Linked DNA regions of Mus musculus: regions 1 and 2 are each linked to region 3. The links are chromatin contacts, called in public HiChIP or PLAC-seq and Micro-C maps. All regions are on one chromosome and are shown on one strand. Each heading gives the region's core, a stretch centred on a gene start, on an enhancer-like site or on the middle of the called end of the contact. The rest is flanking DNA. Distances are from core to core; before and after follow the strand shown.

Region 1 (3,360 bases), core at 819-3,318, 230 kb after region 3:
ATGTCAACTTGACACAAGCTAAAGTCATCTTTAAGTGAGGAGGGAACCTCAGTTAAGAAAATGCCTCCAAGAACTCTCGAGGGGAGGGCTTTGTTGGAGACATCCCATTTATTCTCTCTCTCTCTCTCTCTCTCTCTCTCTCTCTCTCTCTCTCTCTTCTCTCTCTCTCTCTCTCTCTCCTCTCCTCTCTCTCTCTCTCATGTCTGGCTGTGATCTTTGAATGTGTTCCCATCTGCTTCTAGAGAAAGCATCTCTGATGATCTCTGGATAAGACACTGATCTGTGAGTCTAGGAGAATATCATTAGTTGGCATTTGGTTGATACTATATTTTTAGACCAGTCTTATTTGTTTTTACAAATTGGTGTCTGGGCTGTCTTGTCTCTGATTCTTGGTCACCCAAACAATGTCAGGTATGGGCAATAGTTTTTGTTTATCTTATTATATTTTATGTTGTCATGTTTAGTTGCTATCTCTTAAAAACCTGCTCTTCTCTAATAAGAGACAGAAAGGGAGTGGATCTGGAGGGAAGGGAAGGTAGGGACTGTCTTAGTCAGGGTTTCTATTCCTGCATAAACATTATGACCAAGAAGCAAATTGGGGAGGAAAGGGTTTATTTAGCTTACACTTCCACACTGCTGTTCATCACCAAAGGAAGTCAGGACTGGAAATCAAGCAGGTCAGAAGCAGGAGCTGATGCAGAGGCCATGGAGGGATGTTTCTTACTGGCTTGCTTCCCCTGGCTTGCTCAGCCGGATCTCTTGTAGAACCCAAGGCTACCAGCTCAGGGATGGTCCCACCCACAAGGGGCCTTTCCCCCTGATCACTAATTGAGAAAATGCCTTACAGCTGGATCTCCTGGAGGCATTTCCCCAACTGAAGCTCCTTTCTTTGTGATAACTGCAGCTTGTGTCAAGTTGACCCAAAACCAGCCAGTACAGGGAGTAACTGGGAGGAGTAGAGGGAGGGGAAACTATAATCAGGGTGGAGTGTATGAGAAAAGAATCTATTTCAGTAAAGGGTGTGTGTGTGTGAAAAGAAGAATGCCTTCATAAAGAGTATTTCCTTAGTCAATTGATAGAGGAGGGTCCAGCCCATTGTGAATGGTGCCAATTCCTGGGGTCTATAAGAAAGCAAGCAGAGGCAGCCATGGGAATAAGGTGGTAAGTAACACCCCACCATGGCCTCTGTGTCAGCTCCTGCCTTCAGGTTCTATTTGAGTTCCTGTTCTGACTTCTTTTGATGATGAACAGTGGAAATGTAAGCTAAATAAGCCATTTCCTCCCCAATTTGCTCTTTGCTCATGGTGTTTCATCATAACAATAGTAACTCTGACTAAGACAAATTGATACCAGCTGCGGTGCAGTGAGGCAGTGCATAGACAGCCTGGTTCCCAGTCAAGCACAGGCCTTGAACCCGGTGACTTGGTGGTTGGTGACTTCTTTCTGCTTGGGATGGCAGGTGTTTGGCCACGCCTCCTGGGCCCCTGGCTCCTGTAGCTACAGTCTCCTACAACCCCCCTGCAGAGAGGTGTGTGGCCATCAGTCACATAAGCAATGCCCGAAGCTCCTGCTATTCTGTCTGGACTCCACCCACGGTTACCTGGCAACAGATAGGTAGGCCTAGTCCACAATAAAAGTAGCTGCTTGTCCCCTCCTTGATCTCTTAACCTCTTATTCTTTCTTTGCTCTTACTCTTGCTCCCTTGTTCCCCCTCTCGTTGCCTTCCCTTCCCCACCACTCCACATGGCTAGGCCAGCCTCTACTTCCCAATCTCTCCCTCTTTCTGACTTACTACAATAAACACCTTAAAACCATGGATTGCCTCTTCTCATCAGGACCCATCGTGCTGGAGCAATGGAGCTGGTCTCCCTATAATGAGCCTTGTCTAACCTCCCGCTGGGAGGCCTCCCTGAGCACCAGCCATGGCTGCCAACCAACGCAAGGAACCTTCCCACTGAAAGACTCTCCTTGTCCCTGCAGTAACCAGCCAGAGCTCTCCCTCTCTGCCCCTTTTCCTTCGGCCCCTGGGCCAGAGTCTGCCCGAGGGTCCCCACTCTGTTCTCAGCTCTTCTGCGACATCTAGTGGCACCTGAGGTGTCCAAGACTGAAAACCTGACATACCTGGCCTCCATGCGGCCCAGGGACCCCAGAACGGGTTCTTCTGAGGCACCCAGTGGCTCCAGCAGGTCCTTGGGGACCTCGGACTGTGCCTTCCCCACCCCTGGAGTGGAGTCCTGAAGCTTTCCACAACCTGACGCCTGCCTGGTGGTGGCAGTGGGGTCTACGCAGTCAGACTTCCCATGTCCCGCTTTGCCCAGCAGCCCAAGCTCTGAGTGGACACGGTACCCCACTTTGACCCACAACCAGCCATGGGGTATTTCTGTGACAGACATAACCATGTTGTTTTGGGGAGGATTGTGGGAAGACTTTGGAGCTTTGTGCAAGAAAAGCCACTGAGTGTTCAGTGTTTGGTGAGGTGTTCTGTATGATCTTGGAAGATATGAGTGCAGAAGGTGGAGTCTTGGCTTGCAAAGTTTCAGAGGGAAGTGTGGATTGTGGAGTCATAACAGTGATGTCATGTTCTACATCTTGAAGATTTAGTGAGATCACTCAGTGAGAACTGAGTCTATAATCCCAAGGAAGAACTACAGTTCTCATTTTAAAGTTTGACTCATCTAAGGTCTCTCCCTTTGAGTCCTGAGTGTTTCTTACCTCCCACGTCTCTGGTACCTCCTAGAGGGTCCCCCCCACCTCCGACCTCCTGAGGTTTCCTGTTTCCATTCTTTCTGCTGGCCCTCAGGGCTTCACTCCTGTTTCCCACCGCCCCTAATACTGGATCATGTTCCCCTTTTCCCCTTCGTCTCCCTTCTCCCACCCAAGTTCCTCCCTCCCTCTGCACTCTGTGATTGCTTTCTTCTCCCTCTCAAGTGGGACTGAGGCAACCTTACTTGGGCCCTTAGGCTTGTTAATCTTTTTGGGTTCTGTGGATTGTAAACTGGGTATTCTGTACTTTTTGGGGGGCTAACATCCACTTATTAGTGAGTACATACCATGCATGTCCTTTTGGGTCTGAGTTACTTAACTCAGGATGATATTTTCTAGTTCCATCCATTTGCCTGCAAAACTCAGATGTCCTCATTCTTTTTTTTTTTTAAATTAGATATTTTCTTTATTTATATTTCAAATGTTATCCCCTTCCCTCCAAAAAGTTTAGTTTCCCCTCCAAAAATCCCCTATCCCCTCTTCCCTCCCCATACTCCCCAACCCACCCACTCCCATTCCTGGTCCTGGCATTCCCCTATACTGGGCATAGAGCCTTCACAGGACCTAGGACCTCTCCTCCCATTGATGACCAACTAG
Region 2 (3,148 bases), core at 527-3,026, 210 kb before region 3:
AGGGATAAAGTGAGTTTATTTTTGTGTGGCTCTAAGTACAATAATGCTATTCTAGCTTGCTTGACCAGCATGCACAAGGCTGGGCTCAATCCCAGCACCACCTAAATAAATAAATAAATACATACATACATACATACATACATACATACATTTTGGTTTTAGTAGGTGAATATTTCTATAATGGGAGAGTTTTCCAAAGATACCGGCTAACACCCCCATTAGGAGTCATATATCACTGATTTTATCCACCCAGTACCTATAGTTCAGGATACTTTGCACAGAAAAGTAAGTGGCTACCCTTTTGTTATTATATCGGGGTCAAAATTAATAATTTTGAAGGTTGACATTGTTATAATATCAGCTTTTTGCTAGGTATGCTCATGGACACATTTAATGCCAATGATCAGGAAGCAGAGGCACCCAGGTCCCTGAAGTCTAGGCTAGCCTGGTCTGCAGATGGAGGATAGCCATTGAATCTGTGTCTCAAAACCAAACCACCACCACCACCAAGAACAAAAACAGGTTTCTGAAGTTGGATGACATTGAGTGAAATGGTTGTGTAAATTTAGAATAAGTTTTTGAAGTGCAAAATAATTATATAAGGAAAGAGAAGTTTACAAAGTTTTTGAAAACAGAATCGTCCTTTTTTTTTAAAAAAAATATATTTTGGAAATTAGCTCCTTCATGTTGCCTGTGTGAAGAATGCTTTGAAACTAAACAGCCAATTATCAGTTTTCAACTAGTGTTGTATTTCTAAGAGATGGATGGACCAGCCCAGGGTATTTGAAACAAAACGGAATGGAGGAGATAATTCTAGAATTTTAAAGACTCTAATTCTGGGCTTCATGACCAACCTGTACCACACAGAGAGGAAAAAATTCAGTCGAGGCCAGGTCATGGTTGCAGACATTCAGTAGGTTGGGCAGACTGAGTTCAAAGTTAGTCTCTAGCAGATAGGTGGTAGCACACAGCCTTGATCCCAGCACTCAGGAGGCAGAGGCAGGGATATCGCTGTGAGCTCCATGATGGGAAGGGCTCTGCAAAGAAACCAAGTCTCGAAAAGCAAAACAAAACAAAACAAAACGGTAGTCTTTGTAGCCGTGGGCTACATAATGAGCTCTAGGGTAGTCTGAGTTGCATAACAAAGCCCTGTCTAGAAATCAAGGTTTGTTATGTCCAAGGCTGGGCTTCATCACAGCACCGCCAAACAAGTGAATTTTCATTTATCAGGTGCGTGTGCCGCAGACTCTTGAAAGTCAGCTAGGCAGGAAAGGACACAAGAAGTTGAGTCTGGAGTTCAGGGCCTTCAAAAGATGGGCATAGAGCCCAACTGTCTGCCCAAAATTGTCATGCTGGGCAGAAGTGGCACGCGCCACTCAGCAGGCAGAGAGGCAGGAGCATCTCTGGGTTTGAGGTCAGCCTGGTCTACAGAGCAAGTTCCAGGACGGACATACGGACTGACAGACAGACAGTCTTGGGGATGAACGCATTTGCAAGTAGGGGATTATGAGGAGAAAAGGACACAGAACAGGCCACCGGAATAATCCAAGTTTTCCCTTCTGTCAGCGCTGAGGGAACCCTGAGGAGATGCGGAGACCAAGGCCCAAACACCTCAGGACTCAGCCACTAGAGAGAACCCGCTTGGCTCGCCGGCCCTGCAGCTCCTCAGGAGACTCCAGTGCCTTCGACCTGGCTATGTTGCCACCTCTGGAATAAGACTCACCTGCACTGCAGGACCCGCGTGGGCTACAGAGGGCCTCCTGCGCACGCGCACTCTCCCAACTGTCGGGCGCGCGCGGGGTCTGCCGGGACCGCAGCCCTTCTGTCACCAGGGCAACCAGTCTCACCTATATAGTGCTGTTTGCTCCCGCAAGGCAAAGAGATGGAGATTCTTTTGCTTTTGCTGTTATCTAATCCAAGACAATATCTGTATGAAAAAAATTTCAATTTCTGCTGGTGGAAATGCGAAATAGCGTCGTAAACTTCGGAAACTGTGGTAGCCTCTCAAACGGCTAATTCCAAGAGAATTGAAAATATGCATCCACAGAAAATCTTGTATATGTAAATTCATACTATTACTCAAAATTGCCCCGAAGTGAATGTCTTGACTTCCAACTAGCGTCAAACAGCTGTGGTATAGCAACACAAAACAACACTATATTCCCTTGAATTAAAAAGAGAATTAAGGGATAGCACAATACTATGGCTTTTGAGTGCACTGTGCAAGAGGAAAGGCACAAAGTCATATGTTGTATGTTGCCATTCATGTATGAAATAGGATAGGCAAACATGAATACAAATTTATGATTACCTAGGGCTTGGTAAAGCAGTGAAAAGTGATTGATAATGAGTAGGGGACTTCCCCCCTAAAATGTAGTAAAATACACATAACAAAATGTACCATTTTAGCCATTCTTGAGTGGAAGCTGAATGTCATAGAACTGTAACACTGTTTCCAGTACATAATTATCTTCCCCTAACTTTGTACCATTTAGTGATTCCCTAAGTTCCTGGCAATAACCATTCTGTCTTTAAAATTAGCTACTCCAGAACTCATAAATGGAACAAATACAGCATTTATTGTCTTGTGCCTTTTATTCTACTTCATAAAATGTCCTTAAGGCTCATCCATGTTGTAGGATGTTAGAATGGTCTTCATTTGTAGTATTCCATTCCATGGATTCTTTTCTTGGTGCTGGGAACTGACACTGAACCTCCAGGCCCTATCGGTTGTTTGTGAGGTAATGGAGATATCCTAAAGTTGAATAAATTCTGAAGAAAGTCTGTCATTTGTTGATTTTGAGACAGGGTCTTTCTACTATAACCCAGGATAGCCTTACATATACCTTGTAGTCCAGGCTGGCTGTGAACTCAGTTCATAGCATAGGCAAGTCTTCAATTCACAATTTTGCCTCAGCTTTCAAGTATATTTAGGTACTTATAGGTACATTTCACTATATCAGGCATTTTAAAATGGATGAATTCTATAGTATAAGAATTAAAGATCATAGAAGCTTTACCAAACAACAAAAGCACTAAAATTTGGACTAGCTCAAGTGTACTACTTGGCAAAGTAGGCCTTCTTCCTCTTCAGGGGTAAAGGTTTCAGTTAAGAAATACTATGTAACATATTGCCCCACAGCTGTAG
Region 3 (3,241 bases), core at 550-3,049:
AGCTGGCCAGAGAACTTCAAGTGTTCTTCTTTATCTGCCATCATCTGCTGTAGGCGCTCTGGAGATCTGGTCAGCCTTGAGTACATAACACCACCTTGTCTCAAAGTATTCTGTAATACTATCTTTGGGAGGACGTTTCCCTATATAAAACAATGAGAATAAATTTTACTTAAAAATCTGATGCACTTACCTTCAAGTTCTAAAACGGTTGTTTGTATAAAGCTGATCATAACCTAAGAATATCAGTTTTGCTTCCTGTTAGAATAAAAATGGAACAATGCATACCCAAGAGTAAATATGCTTCCAAATGACATTTGAAGACTAGGAGGAGCATTCCATCATGTAGCCCTGGTGAAGCTAAGGTAGATCATGAAGAAAGTCTGGGCTCTATACTGAGTTCAAGATCAGCCTGGGGTACATAACAACACCTTGTCTCAAAAATATTAATTTCTAAATTAGTCTCTCTCTTTAGAAGCTACTATGGAACTCAGAAAATAATTTAAAAGTGCTTTTCCTTCCCAAAATATATCTTGAGAAAAAGGAAGTTATTTTTTTTTTAAAAGCGAGTGTGTATCTACCTGGTTGTTTTGAATTGCAAGCTCATCTTGATTTGTATTTGCACCTGTATCTCTGATTTGCAAAAGACGATGCGTACAGTTTCAAAATAGCAAAAAATGTCAGTTTGTAACAACATTGATCTGTGGTTCATCACTCTATGCAGTAGAGCATGGTGTCTTGCAAATTTGGGCTCTTCGCCGTGTCTAATCGCTACTGTAGTTAATAATCTCCTTGTATGCTTCTTTAACCGTGTAACTGTTGAGAAGTTGCAACTGTAAGAGGCCCCTTCCCCTATGCAAGATTTCAGTTACTCCAGCTTTCAGGCGCACCTCCGGGACTCTGGGTTCCCCGCGAAGAGCATCCCGCCCCCTTTGTAGACGGAGTACGAGGTTGAGCTTCTGGAGCACTATCAACCTTTTCCCGTTCCACGCAAGCCTCGAGATAACAACTCCCCACTTATCACACTTTTATTCATCTCTGGGGAAAACAAAAGACACAACAACAGGGTCTTGGCCAGTTTCCTTGTCCTTTCGGCGCAGAACTAACTCACACATGCTTAAGAAAATAACGGCCGCGCAAGTTTCCTGGCTAGAAGGTTAAGTAGATGACCGCGCCCTTAAGTGGCGAGACTCACAGCGCGAACTAGCGCCCGCGAGGTCCTCCCCTGCCCAGGACCCCGACTGTCCCCGCCCCAGAGGCACGCTCCGCACCCCTCCGGAGGTGGCGGCGGCTGGATCGGCCCCGGCGCCTCTTCCGGCACACACCCGGGGCGCAGAAACTCGCCTTCCCAGCAATCTCCGCGCCCCACTGGGTGGCTCACCCCGCGTTCCGTGTCCTGTCACCTCGGCCCGTGAACCGGCCTCGCGCCTCCCCCATCCCGCCCCGCCCCTCCCCCGGCTCCACGGCGCTCCGGGACTCCCGCGAGTTCCAATCCTGGCTTCTAGCCCCGCCGGCCCCGCCCTCTGCCGCGCGCGCCCTCGCCGCCCCGCCCCCGCCCCCCTGCGCGCGGCCGCCCCAGCCAATGAGGTTCGGGGCCGCGTGCGCAGATTCAAACGGCGGCTCTTGAGGGAGGCTGGGCGCGAGATTCGGCGGTGCGGACAAAACCCTGCAGGAGGCTGCGAGTGCTGCAGTGCTGCTCGCTGCGGGGAGAGGGCGGGGGTCGGCGCCCGTGACGGAGCGGCGCAGGGCCGGCAGCTCTGAGGCGGAGGCGGCGGCGGCGGGCGGGGCGGCGGCGGGCGGGAGCACGCCTCCTGACATGTCCAGGGCATCCCTGGCCGGGCCCGGCCGCGGCTAGGAGCAGTGGGTCTTGGTCCGCCCCTCTGTCCCTCAGTCCCGCCTGGCCCTGACCTGACCGGGCCTGCTTTCCGCTCTCGGTCACCTGAGGGAAGGAGTTGGGGAAGCGGCGGGTGGGTCTCGGAGAGGGAGCATTGGCCCCAGGCTGGAGGAGGCTGACCCCGCGTCCCCGCCCAGCCCGCGCCTATGCGGTACTTGAAGGATGGCGAAGAGGTCGCGCAGGTGGGTGCCATCCCCTCGGACCCGGCCTAGCGGCCCTGTCTCGACTCTTGCTCTCTGTCCTTTCCTGCTGGTCCCCACTTAGGCCCTCTCGAGCCTGGGGGGCATAGGTTTTCCTGTTCGGTGGGTGTCCCACACCCGCTTCGGCCGCGCTGGCCTGAGAGCATCTATCATTATTAGACTCCATCATTATTAGACGACTGTGTGTAGGACTCTCTCTAACAAATGCTCAGGTTGCTGCATTGACGGATTCTCCCACAGCTCACGCCCAGACTTCTAACTTCTCACAGCCACTTTCAGGGAGGTTTCTTGCCAGGTAAGTTTGCCCACTGTCAGGGGATACGCCACGCCAGGGGAAGCGGTTGTGTTTGCCTGGATGACTTGAAATGGGGTTCTCTCCTCTGACTTAATCGTGCCAAATCAAAACAGATCTCCTTGACAAACCTGGGCGGGCACGGTTCTGGGAAATCTTGAGAAGGGAATTCGCTAAATCTCCCTTGTGCGCACTGCTCTTCTGAGCTTTTCTTTTTCTTAGTATCTTCTGAGGACATTGTTACGTTGTTACTATCGAGTAAACTTGATCCTAAACCAATGTGTCTTAGTTACTTTGTATCTCAAGTATTCATGTTTGATTCTGATTGTATCGGCATTGTAACAAGTAGGACACAATGTTGTTGTTGTAGAAAGATGTGCTAGGATGTCTTTATGCACCTAACTTTTATTTTATGCTATTGTAATAGCTACTCCTAAATTGTGTGGCATAATCAGATGACAAAAAAATCTAGTGTCTCGATTTTCAGTATTAAGGAAACCTGAAAAGTATTTCTCAGAATTTCCATTTATCTAGATACACAGCTTCAAAATCTAAGAGTCATATTCCCTGAGCTGAAATTTAGTACTGAGAGTCATTCATTGCAGAGTTTGATTTAAAATAACTACGCATAAAATACTTGGCTTTATTCATATATTCTTCTATATGTAGGTTGGTTCTGCAGATATCAACATAAATTTAATTATGACATAATTACTTTATATAAAGTGGCTGCAGAATAGATTGAACATTGAAGTGGAACAAGTGTGCATATACGCATACACCCACAGGCACACTACCTTGGTCTTTTATCATTTTGGATGAGGTAGTTGTAGGGGTTTTTAGCAGCACCTTTACCTT

What was found. A called contact is a pair of places that touch in the nucleus more often than the background predicts. HiChIP or PLAC-seq counts read pairs in DNA pulled down with a chosen protein or histone mark.
Region 1: a contact with region 3 is called in a Micro-C map of embryonic stem cells, with 6 times the contacts expected there. The contact joins the enhancer-like site here to the promoter of Mybl1 in region 3. A contact is called at or near these places in 12 of 484 Hi-C or Micro-C datasets (the HL-1 cell line, embryonic stem cells and reprogramming fibroblasts) and 3 of 115 datasets of contacts at active chromatin or transcription factors (embryonic stem cells and large pre-B cells).
Region 2: a contact with region 3 is called in an H3K4me3 HiChIP or PLAC-seq map of embryonic stem cells, with 6 times the contacts expected there. The contact joins the promoter of Mcmdc2 here to the promoter of Mybl1 in region 3. A contact is called at or near these places in 3 of 39 promoter capture datasets (the C10 cell line, hematopoietic stem and progenitor cells and neutrophils), 1 of 484 Hi-C or Micro-C datasets (embryonic stem cells), 1 of 115 datasets of contacts at active chromatin or transcription factors (embryonic stem cells) and 2 of 9 other capture datasets (adipose tissue and liver).

Annotation. Positions count from the first base shown.
Region 1 is chr1:9,468,364-9,471,723 of GRCm38.p6, reverse strand. No RefSeq gene overlaps it. Among named protein-coding and RNA genes, the nearest start is that of Gm24765, 11 kb to the right of the region's middle. Within about 2 kb of position 2,068, at least 11 of the 459 cell types and tissues checked have an H3K27ac peak or open chromatin away from gene starts, as enhancers often do. A contact at or near this core is called in embryonic stem cells and reprogramming fibroblasts, where this site is marked.
Region 2 is chr1:9,907,266-9,910,413 of GRCm38.p6, reverse strand. Mcmdc2 (minichromosome maintenance domain containing 2) reads right to left here and starts at 1,776. Exons shown (of 15, transcript NM_177722.3): 1 at 1,724-1,776.
Region 3 is chr1:9,698,767-9,702,007 of GRCm38.p6, reverse strand. Mybl1 (myeloblastosis oncogene-like 1) reads left to right here and starts at 1,799. Exons shown (of 15, transcript NM_001290397.1): 1 at 1,799-2,073. The coding sequence starts at 2,054.